Linked DNA regions of Mus musculus: region 2 is linked to region 1. A link is a contact called in public HiChIP or PLAC-seq data. All regions are on one chromosome and are shown on one strand. The core of a region is the stretch at or near the end of the contact, and the rest is flanking DNA. Distances in the headings are between cores, read along the strand shown.

Region 1 (5,544 bases), core at 2,127-4,626:
TGAACTGACAGAAACTTCTCCTCTGAGAAACTCACTGGAAAAAAAATACTCAACAAATTTTCAGCTGAAAGAATTTATTTTTAATCTGAAAGTCACTCAGTACAACAGAGTCCCAGGTACTTGTCCAGCTTAAACAAAGACTCTTAGATGAGCAGTATCAACTATTGAACTTGACATTTACAGAAGCTTAAAAGTGACACACAGGTATAGACAGAATACCCTTGTTACCTGGAGGCAGGAGTGACATGAACTGCCATTACCTATTTATTCTCTTGGGGTGAGCCTCAGTCTTAGTTACCGTTCTGTTGCTGTAAGGAGACAGTATGACCAAGATAACTTATAGAAGAGTTATTGGGGACTTACAGTTTCAGACAGTGAGTCTCTGACCATCATGGTGGGAAGCATGGCAGCAGGCAGGTAGGCATGGTGCTGAGCAGTAGCTGAGAGCTTACATCTTTATCCCCAAGTAGGAGACAGAGAGAGCTATCTGGGAATGACACTGGATTTTGAAACCTCCAAACCCTGCCCTGCCCACCCAAACTCTTCCAGCAAAGCCACATCTCCTAATCCTTCCCAAACTGTTCCACCAAATGAAGACCAGTATTCAAACACATGAGCCTATGGAGGCCATTCTCAATCAAATGACCACACTCAGGTTTCCAGCCAGCTCTGTGCTTTTCTCCTCTTGAGATGTTCCCAGCCAATGGCCAAGGAGAGTGGTAGCAACTAAAGTCATGTCCTTCTTGAGGAAGACCTTGTAATGGCAACACAAGTGTGTGGAACACAGGTCTGACCTCCGAACTTGTAATGACAACACAACACAGGTCTGACCTCCTCTGCCCAAAGCCAGACCTATTCAGTGGCACAGCTCCCTAGAACTCCCAGCAGGCAGAGATGCTCCTGTGAAGATGAAGTTGACATGTGACAAGCTATTGTGTCTCAACCAGATTGGTTCACCTAAGCTCCTCTCCTGGGGAATAAGAATACAGGTGTCACCAGGACTGAGGTCAAGTTGCATCAGCTACAATTTCTCATCGCTGGGACAAAGTACCCAAAGAAAGGCGACTTAAGGGAGGAGGGGGTTATTTTGACTCACAATTTGAAGAGACAATCCATTGTGCCAGAGAAGCCATGGTGGTTAGAGGCAGTCTGCTTACATCTGGGTGGATCGGGCAACAGAGAGATGAAAGCTAACACACGCTTGCATCCTCCTTTTTTCCTTCTTATTCAGTCTGGGGTCCCAGCTCATGAGATAGAGTAGCCCATACTCAGAGTCCATCCTCCTTCCTCAGTTTATCCTCTCTGGAAACACAACCATAGGTGTGCCCAGATGGATGGACGTCTCCTAGGTCATTCCAAGTTGACACTGACAATCAATCAGTATAACTTCGGGGCTTTGTAAGCAAGCCTCCCTGCTCTGGGCTTCTTCCTCTTGGCCTGGTCTGGTATATATGGGTGGTTTTTCAATGTGTGATTTTTAGAGTCTGTATCATTATCCTGACATGGATAACAAGACACAAAATAGACCACTCCATGAAAAGTGGAAATCTAGGACTCTGGATCCTCCCCAGGGGCCTGGCTATGGATGACAGTATGCACCATGAGCTGCAACACGTGGACAACACTAATAAAAAGATCAGTGATGACAGGATTGTGGTCAGGGAGAAAGGCCTGCCCCTCTGGAGTAGGCTCCTGCAGTGGCCACCCTCCCGGTGGTGACACAGATAGAGGATGTGCCCATAGACACCAAAGTAGCACAAAAGTTGACCTTTGAATCCCACAAAATTTCACAATTTAAAGATTTAGAAAGAGTGCTGCCAAGGACCAGCCTTGACTTGGAGAAGGGTTCTGAGGAAGGGGTGTCTGGAACAGCAAAACAACCAAACTGAAGTCAAATCGTGGATTCAAGCTAACAACCTATGCTCCGCTTGAGACAGCTTTCCAGATTGCTCTCTCTCTCTCTCTCTCTCTCTCTCTCTCTCTCTCTCTCTCTCTCTCTCTCTCCCTCCCTCCCTCCCTCTCTCTCTCTCTCTCTCTCTCTCTCTCTCTCTCTCTCTCTCTCTCTCTCTCTCTCCTGCTTTCTCTGGAGATCTCCAGACAGCTCTCTTTCTATATATATTTTTCTGCTCAAGACAGTTCTCCAAGCAGTTCTCTCTTTTTCTTCTAAAAAGTTCTCTGGATAGCTCATCTCTTGTAGATCATAAGCCCAGTCTGATATTTTACGTATCACTCCAGTCATTTACTCCAGGTTTCCTTTTGATTATTCTATGAATCATCATCCTGTGAACCCAGCCCCTTAATTTTTAGAAAACAGCAACCACACATTTTCTTTTAACATTGCAAAAGAATTCAGAGATCTGTCTGCCTTTGTTAAGCACAGGTGATAACTAGCTGGTTGGGACCCCATCCTGAAATGACCATTTCTACCACACCTGGGCCCAACCTAGCTCTGTCACAGGATGGTCCTGAACCTAGGAATCTGTCTGCCTTTGTAAGCAGAAACAAAGAATTTAGCTGAGGATCTCCTGAGGTCCCCTGGATCTCTCTCTCTCTCTCTCCTTCCTTGGAGCTTCCTGACAAGGGGCCTCTCAGCACAGCTGATTTCGTTCCTTTAGATTCGTGAGGACTCTCATATAACTCACATGGCATCCTTACTTTTTTTTTGAGAAATTATATATTTTTGAACCCATGATTTTAGAGTTCTTTTCCACAGCCTTAAGGGCTGTCCTGAAGGTCCCATCATTTACCATTTTGCTGAGACTTTAGCCTCCCAGACTCATGCTTTTTCTGATTATCATGGAGTCATTAGTGTTAATAGGGAGGACATTCCTTGAAGGAGGAACTAAAATACGTACATTCTTATACAAACAAGCCTTACACACACAACAGCCATCAACAGGCCCACACCTGCTGGCCCTGTCCCAGGGGCAGGAATCATATCATTCTGTCCTTATTAAGGCCGTGACAGACTTGGCAGAGAGCATTAGTCCAGGCTGACGATGTGTGTGAAGTTGGTATTTAATTATAGAAGAGAGTCAGCAAGAGTTCATAGTCTATTTCCAGTCTCTCTCTCTCTCTCTCTCTCTCTCTCTCTCTCTCTCTCTCTCTCTCACACACACACACACACACACACACACACACACACACACACACATCCAGGTCTTGTAGAGGAAGGTCCCTGGAGCCTTAAGGATGGGTGATCCACTCTAGTCATATTCATGAACAATGTGCTGACCCTGGAGGACGTTTCACACTTTCACAGGCAAAGGCCAGATAAAACCACAGATCCAATAGAAAGTTGACTGTGGTAACAGAGAGGACCAGCCATGTAATGGTCCCCATGATGACCAGTCACTTCTGCTTTCCATACCCAAGTGGAATGTTTCCAGGCTAGCAGTGAGAGCTCGGCTCCACACAGCTGTTTGGGACTCAGACTGCATGGCCCTTACCACCTTCTAAGGTGCCCTGATCCTAGGTGGCCAGAAAATGCAATTGAGCTTGAAACCTCAGAGCATCCATGAGGAAGGAGAGGACTGATTTGGATAGAGACCTAGCATTCTCCATTCAGAGCAGGGGCCCCACACTGGCCCCACACTGGCTGGATCACATGGTGTGGGTTGTAGAGAAGGGGGCAGAAATGTACCCATTTGGGCAGGAGGAGTCTATTCCCTATCTTAGACCAGGTCCCTAGGCACCTCTGGCTTGGATCAGAGGGATGTGAAGAGAGAGGTGATTCCTGGGCTCTGGATTAGTGCTACCTGACTTCCATGCTGTGAGTACTCCTCGAATAATAGCACTGAACTTAACGAGATCCACATGGCTGTTGGGGGTAGTTTTATGCTACCGCCAGGACCAGCCTTACTACCAGACCCCACCCAGCATCCTTTTGCTCTACTGCCTTCACTCTTCCGGGAGGTGACCACACTACCAGCCCCCTTCTAGCTTCTTTCAAATCTGTGGATAAAAGACACACACAGTTTGTTCCTTTACAATTGCCTTCTTGGCACAATTGTTGGGCATTACTGTCTCCCTCCTGGAAAAGCATGCCCTTACCAATTTATTATCTGTCTCTCCACTTGCCCTAAACTTCAGTGGCTAGTCCCTCCTAGGCCCTGCCAAACATCCATGACCACCTGCCTGCAGTGGAGGCCACAGGCTCCCTCCGAGACTTCACATGGTTGTTGCTTTCTTCTTCCTCCAAAGCATGGCAAAAAACACCCCTCTCCCTTCTTTGCATCTCATTTTCCTCCTGGAACCTGGAAGTCCCATCTGTACCTTCCACCCAACAATTGGCTCCTGCTTTCTTTACGGACAAATCAAGAACCAAATGGGGAACAGGACCTTAGCATCAGACCCGCCCCCTTCACATGATAATGGGAAAATATAGTATGTCCATATGGGTGACTTAACTAGATTAGGAAGTGATAAGTTTTGTAACACAATTTACTCAATTACAGGTTTATACTGTTCAATTCCTGAGAGTGTATGTCTTAAACTGTTGGCTTTGCAAACTTACTAAAAATTTAACCATCAGCTTCCTTACATATTTACGCCAGCTAGCTAGCTGGGACCCCACTAGATAGGCAGCTGGAAAGTTAGTTGTGATGGCCTGGCTGAGTGACAGGCTAAGGAGGTGGCAGCAGCCTCCTCACAGCAGGGAACAGAGGCTACTCTCAGCAGCCTGGCAGGGAGCAGAGGTGCTGGGGACAGACGTTGGAGAGCCAGGTCAGCATCGCTTCCACATTGGCCTTTGCACGGGCGTGCTTCTGCCGCAAGTCCAGAAGCTTCTGGAGACAGGAAACAGGGATCCACTGTCCATCTGGCCTCTTTGTGAAAATTAGAGAAAAGTTCCCCCTCCTTGCTTCTACTCTAAAAGCTTGCTGGCCCAGCCCAAACCCAACCCCACGCCCTCTACTGGATACTTCTGCGCACTGCACGGATTATACAACAGCACCAGAGCACAAGGAATTTCTTTCTCATTAGTGCATGGGGTTCTTTTTGGCTGAATAAATGATTGACACATGTATCTCTCCATAATAAGGCCTCTCCCTTAGGACAGCCACAGGCAAAGACCCCTTGGCAGCCTTGGTCCCAGGCATGTGGGGCAATGGTTCCATCCCCTGGCTACATAGAGGTCACAATCTCGCAAGCCTAAGGATGGCTGTGCATCCCATGCTGGTTAAGAAAAGCAGTAGTGAGGTATGCAGGCACTGTTCTGCAAAGTCTGCAGGGTGCAGCCAAGGGAGAGAGCCACAGTAATGAAATGCCCTGGCTCTGGGCTGAATGTGTTGCTGGGCGGGTATTCCATCAACAAATGTGCTTTTAACAGGTGTTTCTGGAGAGTTCTGCTCCTTTCAGTCCCCTCACACCCTTCAGGGTCTGCTCCACAGCTGAACTTAGAAAATGCTGAATGATGTGACGTGGGAGAGGTGCAGAGGCAGAGTTGAGCCAGTGGGATCACAATGTTTGGGGTGGGGGTGGGGTAAGGGCCACACTGTGAGACAGAGCTAGGGGTGGTGGGGAGGGCGAGGGCAGAGGCCTCCC
Region 2 (5,751 bases), core at 3,055-5,554, 160 kb after region 1:
GTAGAGTGGGAACAGAGTGGAGAAGGGCCAGAACATGACCTCCTGCAGATCTTCCCTTGCTTTGGTGATTAGTAACATTGTAGATAGTGGGCATCTCTATAAATCCAAATGTCTACCCCTACCATGATGTGCCTACATACAGAATGTGAAAAATAAACCTTAGTCATATTTGGCTACTGAGAGTTTGATATCTGCTTTTGCAGTGGTGGCGCATACTTTTGATCCCAGTATTTGAGAGGCAGTGGATCTCTGAGTTTAAGCCAGCCTGGTCTACAGAGTTCCTGTACTGTCAGAGATACACGGAGAAACCCTGCTTTGAAAACCAAAAAACAAAATAAGAGTTTGATATTTTTTATTGTAGCTAAGCCTAGTGTTTTCTGGCTGAATCCCAAGACTTGGGAGTTACTATTATCCCTAATCTGAAATCTGAAAGGCCCAAATTTAAGTATTTTTGGTTTTTTAGTATAACTGTCAATACTCAAAAGGCTGTTATAACTACTTTGATATTTATGCTAAGGAAAACTTTAAGGTAGTCTCAAATCAGTCCAAGAATACAGGGGCCATCATGACAGTTCTTTGATTTGGATCCCCCCCAAATTTCTGATTTTCAGATTAGGGATGCTCACTATAAGTCTATGCAAATATCTAAAATCTAAAATATTTCACAGTTTGAAATACTCTGGCCCCAAGCATTTCAGATCAGACAACCTATGCAAGGACACAGGATCATGAGTTTGGTTATTTAACAGTATTGACAGCAGTATCAAAGTGGAAAGTGATCCAAATTATGCAGAGGTAAACTATTTTATGTCATCTGCACAGGACTTCAACTGATTGCTTTTGCAAAGGAAGTTTAATGCAAACTTAACCATAGTCATTTTTACCCCATGTTATCTACAGTTGATATTATGATAGAAGGGCAGTAGTTGTCAGTAGTTGTGTCAGAGGCCATGTCCACAAACAAAAAACATTCAGAATATGGACTTTACATAATTCCTTAACCCTTGCTCTATAAGAGGTCAGAAAGCAAAAAAGGCTGCTGGTGGCTACTGTCTGCATTAGAAGTAACTGGTTACTTTAAAACTAGAAATGAAAGTAACAGTGCCATCATTTTGGATAAGCAAAATGCTGCTAGACCCAGAAAAAGGCAACAGATGGTTTAGCTTAACATCCTTTTACATGCCTGTCCTTATGACCTGTTTCAGTTAATGGAACTCAAAATTACATGATGCTCACCAGATCTGAAAAATTCTGAACCTGCTCGAGGTAGCATAGTTTCTATTCTTCTACTTCATAGCATGGGAAAAGGATGTCCCTGGAAGTAACACTGAACCTGACCTGAGGTCTGTAGTAATGCTGCATGGGCCAACACTGTAGACCCTGAGTACACACTGTGCTTTTGTAAGCCATGAATAGCTTGTTAGAAATCATGGACATCTTGGAAGCCTGGAAGCTTGAAGGTAGACTCAGGAGTTTCAAGTAAGTCCAATAATACATAGACTGTCAGCTAACAAATATGCTTTAAAAAGACATACAATCAAAAGCTACCAAGGTTACTGATATAATAAACTGAACCACAAATAACACAACTCAAGTCTGTTGTCAAAATTACTAAGTAACTTACAAAGACAGGATAACAACAAAGAGTGTCCAAAATGTCAACAATAGAACACACTTGTGTCCCTATCTTTCAGGGATAAGAAGCAGGCCAAGAAAGCTGAGCACCCCTTCAGTACACAGCCTTCAATACTCACTTAAGATCTATTTAAGGGAGATAAGAGGAAAGGAAGACTTCCATAGGGAGCAGACAGGTAATGTGGACAACAGCGGGGAAGTTGCACTGTGCAGAAATCAGATCCAGCTCCTCAAGAGGGAACACTCCTACCTCCAGAGGAAGGAACACTTACAATGTCCATCCAGCATAATGTCAAATGCAACTAATAAATCAACATCAGTATTTCTCAATTTCCAATGAGACTGTCTTGACTACCCTGGAACCACCTGACTATTCTATAGAAGGAACTTGAGAGGAGGGAAGACAGAGCCAGTTCCTATGCTTCTGGGCTCAGAAGATCAACATCTGAACCTGGCACAGACACTAAGGTGTATCCACATTAAGGAGGTGTGGGACAGAGAACGGAGGTATGTCAGACAACCACAGGCTATGGAGCCCGGTACTCACCAACACCCATGAGTTTGCCTTCCTCACATTTTCCTGCTCTTCTATAAGGAGGCAGGTTTTTATGGCTAGCTCTGTGGATGCACTGAGTAGAGGTTATGTGTGTCACTTCCAGGCCAGCATGTGAGCCAGGGTATTACCATACAGATCTCTTCTGCTGACTCAGTGGGAACTAGTTAGAGGGAAGTCTCTCTCAGCAAGGGTTTCTAAGTGCCTACAGGGACATCTAACTGTAGTGCCTGGAAGGAATAAAAGTTTAGATTGCTTCTTAAACCAAGTGAGTAATCACAGAATGGCACAGTTAAGGTGAACCGAGGATGGGGGTGCTGTGAGGACTAAATGCAAAACTGACAGCTAGTTATGTCAAAATTTTTGGTAATTGCTTCAGAAAAAGTCAGAAAATATTCGACAGGAACAGCCAGACATTAGTACCCTAAGACAATGGGAAGAGTGACTCAAGGAGTGGCTTCAATAGGCTCTGTGATATCTGCTCAGACCCTGGCTCAGACAATTACTCTTCCATTGCCCAAGAGGGACGGCTGCTGGTGACCTTTAGGAAACTCCTCCAGCAAGGACCTGTTTTCAGTGCAGAGGTTAAATGGGAGCCACCAGCTGAGGCTTTTGAAATAAATGTAGCCAATGTAATTTCTCCCTTTGTCCACTTTTACTTTGTAATAGATACTGATCTTAATGGAACTCTCTAATAAGCTTCTTACATGTATAGCTCCACCCTAGTTTCGCACATTGTCCAGCCTAAGATACAGGTCACCACACCAACAGACCTCTCAGTATATCTACTGCTAGCTCAACTTTATTGCTTTAAGAACATTTCTTCAGCCATACTTTATTTCCTAAAATCTTCTAAATGAGCAAAAGCAGCTAAGAAACAAGAGAGGAAGGAACGCATCTTAACTTTCACTGAGATTAGGAAACTCCTGATACCAAAGTATGATTAAAACCATCTTTACAAACAAACTACAAATGAAATCAGTAATGAATCCAAGGGTAAAAAACTCCAACAGAAATACTAGCATATCAGTTCCAATAATATACTGGAAAGATTATATATACCATGTCCAAATGGGATCTATCCCAGGAATAAAGAGGACGCTAAATATAAAAAAATCTATCAATGCAGTACAACAGTTAAGGGAAGCAACATACACAGTAATTTAAATTGGTGCATAAAACCTCTGGCTAAGTTTAATACTCCTTAATGACAAAAATAAGTAAATAAGGAATAGACGATAAATGGAGAAGAATTCATTCATCTTCTATAGAAAGAGGTCTGGTCTTTGCCCTAAATTACAGGTAATGGCAACACTTGGAATATCCTGTTGACGAACTGTCCCGTTAATGTGGAGGTTTTGACCATGATAACCTAACAAGATAATTTATGATAAGGGCTTTGGCTTGCAACAATCTCAACCTTTAGAGGAAATGGAGATTCAATGTATTAGCATGAATCAGGAATGATTCTTGCCTACTAAGGGAAGTGGTATGTTATAGTGACCAAATAAAATACCTAGAAGAGTCTGGGTGAGCGCCCCTTGCTAGTGACACAGTATTGTCATACTCTATAGCCAACAAAACAACTAAAAACTCTATGCTGGAGCCAGACTTCCATAAAGCCTCTTTCTTTGGCTGGTTCTGACTCTTACCATTCAGTTAGGACCATGGTAGAATTGGCAATTTGTAACCAGATGGTCTAAACTCAGGTAATTCTGGGACCCTTGAGCCTGCATGCGTGTACCTTGCGTTAGGTCTTTGTTACAACAATGAGAAACAGAAAAATACACTGGTGAACGATGAAAAGCTTTCCCTATTACAACAAGCAAGACTCAAATGACTATTTTCACTACTGTTCTCTAAGATTTTACCGTAAGCTCTAGCTAGGGCAGCTGGGAGATGGGGGAAGGTGGCCAAATTGAATAGAAGTAAAACTATGGTGCAAATGACATGATCTTAAAAAAAAAAAAAATCAGTGTTTATGAGCACATAAGCGGAGGTCAGAAAGAACACATGCTGCTCTCTGACAAAGGAAAAACCACATGAAGGAAGCTACAGAGAGTGCTTATGGACCTCACCAAAACCACAAAGTTTCGGATCCTGAGAGCTGTGAGAAAATAACTCCTGCTGTTTCAGCTACCCAACTCATAGCACTACAGACTAACACAGCTTAGGAAATGGGAAGATCTTATGCTTACAAAGCCCTCAAGACAAGTGATAAAACCACCAACCAACTCATTCTTTAGATTTAATGGATTCATTGTCCAAAGTCCGTTGGCTTTTTTTTCCCCTGTAGATGTGAAAAAGCTAATCTCCAAATTCCTATACACTTAAAGCTGTTTTTAAAACTACTAAGAAAGGACACAGGATTCATAGTATCCCATTTCAAAGCAGTACAGAGTTACATGTGTAACTGGTATAGCTGGACAGATGGCTCAGCAGCTAAGCCTTGAAGATGACCTGGGTTTGGCCTCTACCATCCAAATGACAGCTCATTAAATCCTGTAAATCCAGCTCCAGGGGATCCTACCACCTCTGGACTCCATGGGTCCCATACCCACATGATCACACATACACTTAAAAATAATAAACTTCATAAAACTGTGATTCTAATATAGAGACAGACATAGAGTCTAATTATAGAGAACTGGCAGTCAGCTGGATTCCCTAAGGCACCAATACAACCTGAGAGCTTGGGCAACTGGATTTCTAAACATGGGAGAGTGAAGATAAGTCTTGCACTACACCATATACAAAACATAAGTTCAAAATGGACCAAAAATTTACAAAAAGAGGCAATGTTGAATTTTTATGACCTCAATTTGGCAGTAGATTCTTGTGCAAGACACAAGACCACATAAAACAACAAATATTTGATATTTCATAAAAATTAAAACCACTTACATATTAATTAACACATCATTAGCAAAGTGAAAACAATCTACAGATTTTAAATTATGTCTGGTAATGGTTTTGTATATATAGAACTGGAATACACACACACACACACACACACACACACACACAAATCTGTAAATTTAACAAAGACGCAAACAACTTAGAAACAAGGGCTTAAAAAATACACACACACACACACACACACACACACACACACACACAAATCTGTAAATTTAACAAAGACGCAAACAACTTAGAAACAAGGGCTTAAAAAATACATGTTTTTCAATAACATAGAAATGGCCAACAAATGAGGAGATTCTTGACTCCTTTGGTAGCATGAAAAAGAATGGCCCTCATGGGCTCATATGCTTGAATACTGTGCTCCCAGTTGGTAAAACCGTTTGGGAAGAGTGTGTTATTGAAGGTGGCTTTGAGGTTGCAAAAGCTCCCATCAGTCAAGGTAGCTTTCTCTGTGTTGCTGTTAGTAGAGGAAGCTCTGGGCTACTGCTGCCTGCCTGCCTGTTGCCATGCTCCTCACCCTGACAGTTATGGACTTCCCTTTGAAACTGTAAGCCCCCAGTAAACTCTTCTATAACTTGCCTTGGTCATGATGTTTTGTCATGGCAATAGAAAAGTTATTAAAATAACCATTATTAGCCACT

The links. HiChIP or PLAC-seq counts read pairs in DNA pulled down with a chosen protein or histone mark.
Region 2: a contact with region 1 is called in an H3K4me3 HiChIP or PLAC-seq map of bone marrow-derived macrophages, with 2.5 times the contacts expected there. The contact joins two enhancer-like sites. A contact is called at or near these places in 1 of 115 datasets of contacts at active chromatin or transcription factors (bone marrow-derived macrophages) and 1 of 9 other capture datasets (adipose tissue).

What each region holds. Positions count from the first base shown.
Region 1 is chr14:33,241,770-33,247,313 of GRCm38.p6, forward strand. All of the region lies in intron 2 of Arhgap22 (Rho GTPase activating protein 22), which reads left to right. Among named protein-coding and RNA genes, the nearest start is that of Gm41130, 13 kb to the left of the region's middle. Within about 2 kb of position 3,377, at least 26 of the 459 cell types and tissues checked have an H3K27ac peak or open chromatin away from gene starts, as enhancers often do. A contact at or near this core is called in bone marrow-derived macrophages, where this site is marked.
Region 2 is chr14:33,395,952-33,401,702 of GRCm38.p6, forward strand. The region is part of intron 5 of Mapk8 (mitogen-activated protein kinase 8); the gene reads right to left. Among named protein-coding and RNA genes, the nearest start is that of Mapk8, 48 kb to the right of the region's middle. Within about 2 kb of position 4,305, at least 26 of the 459 cell types and tissues checked have an H3K27ac peak or open chromatin away from gene starts, as enhancers often do. A contact at or near this core is called in bone marrow-derived macrophages, where this site is marked.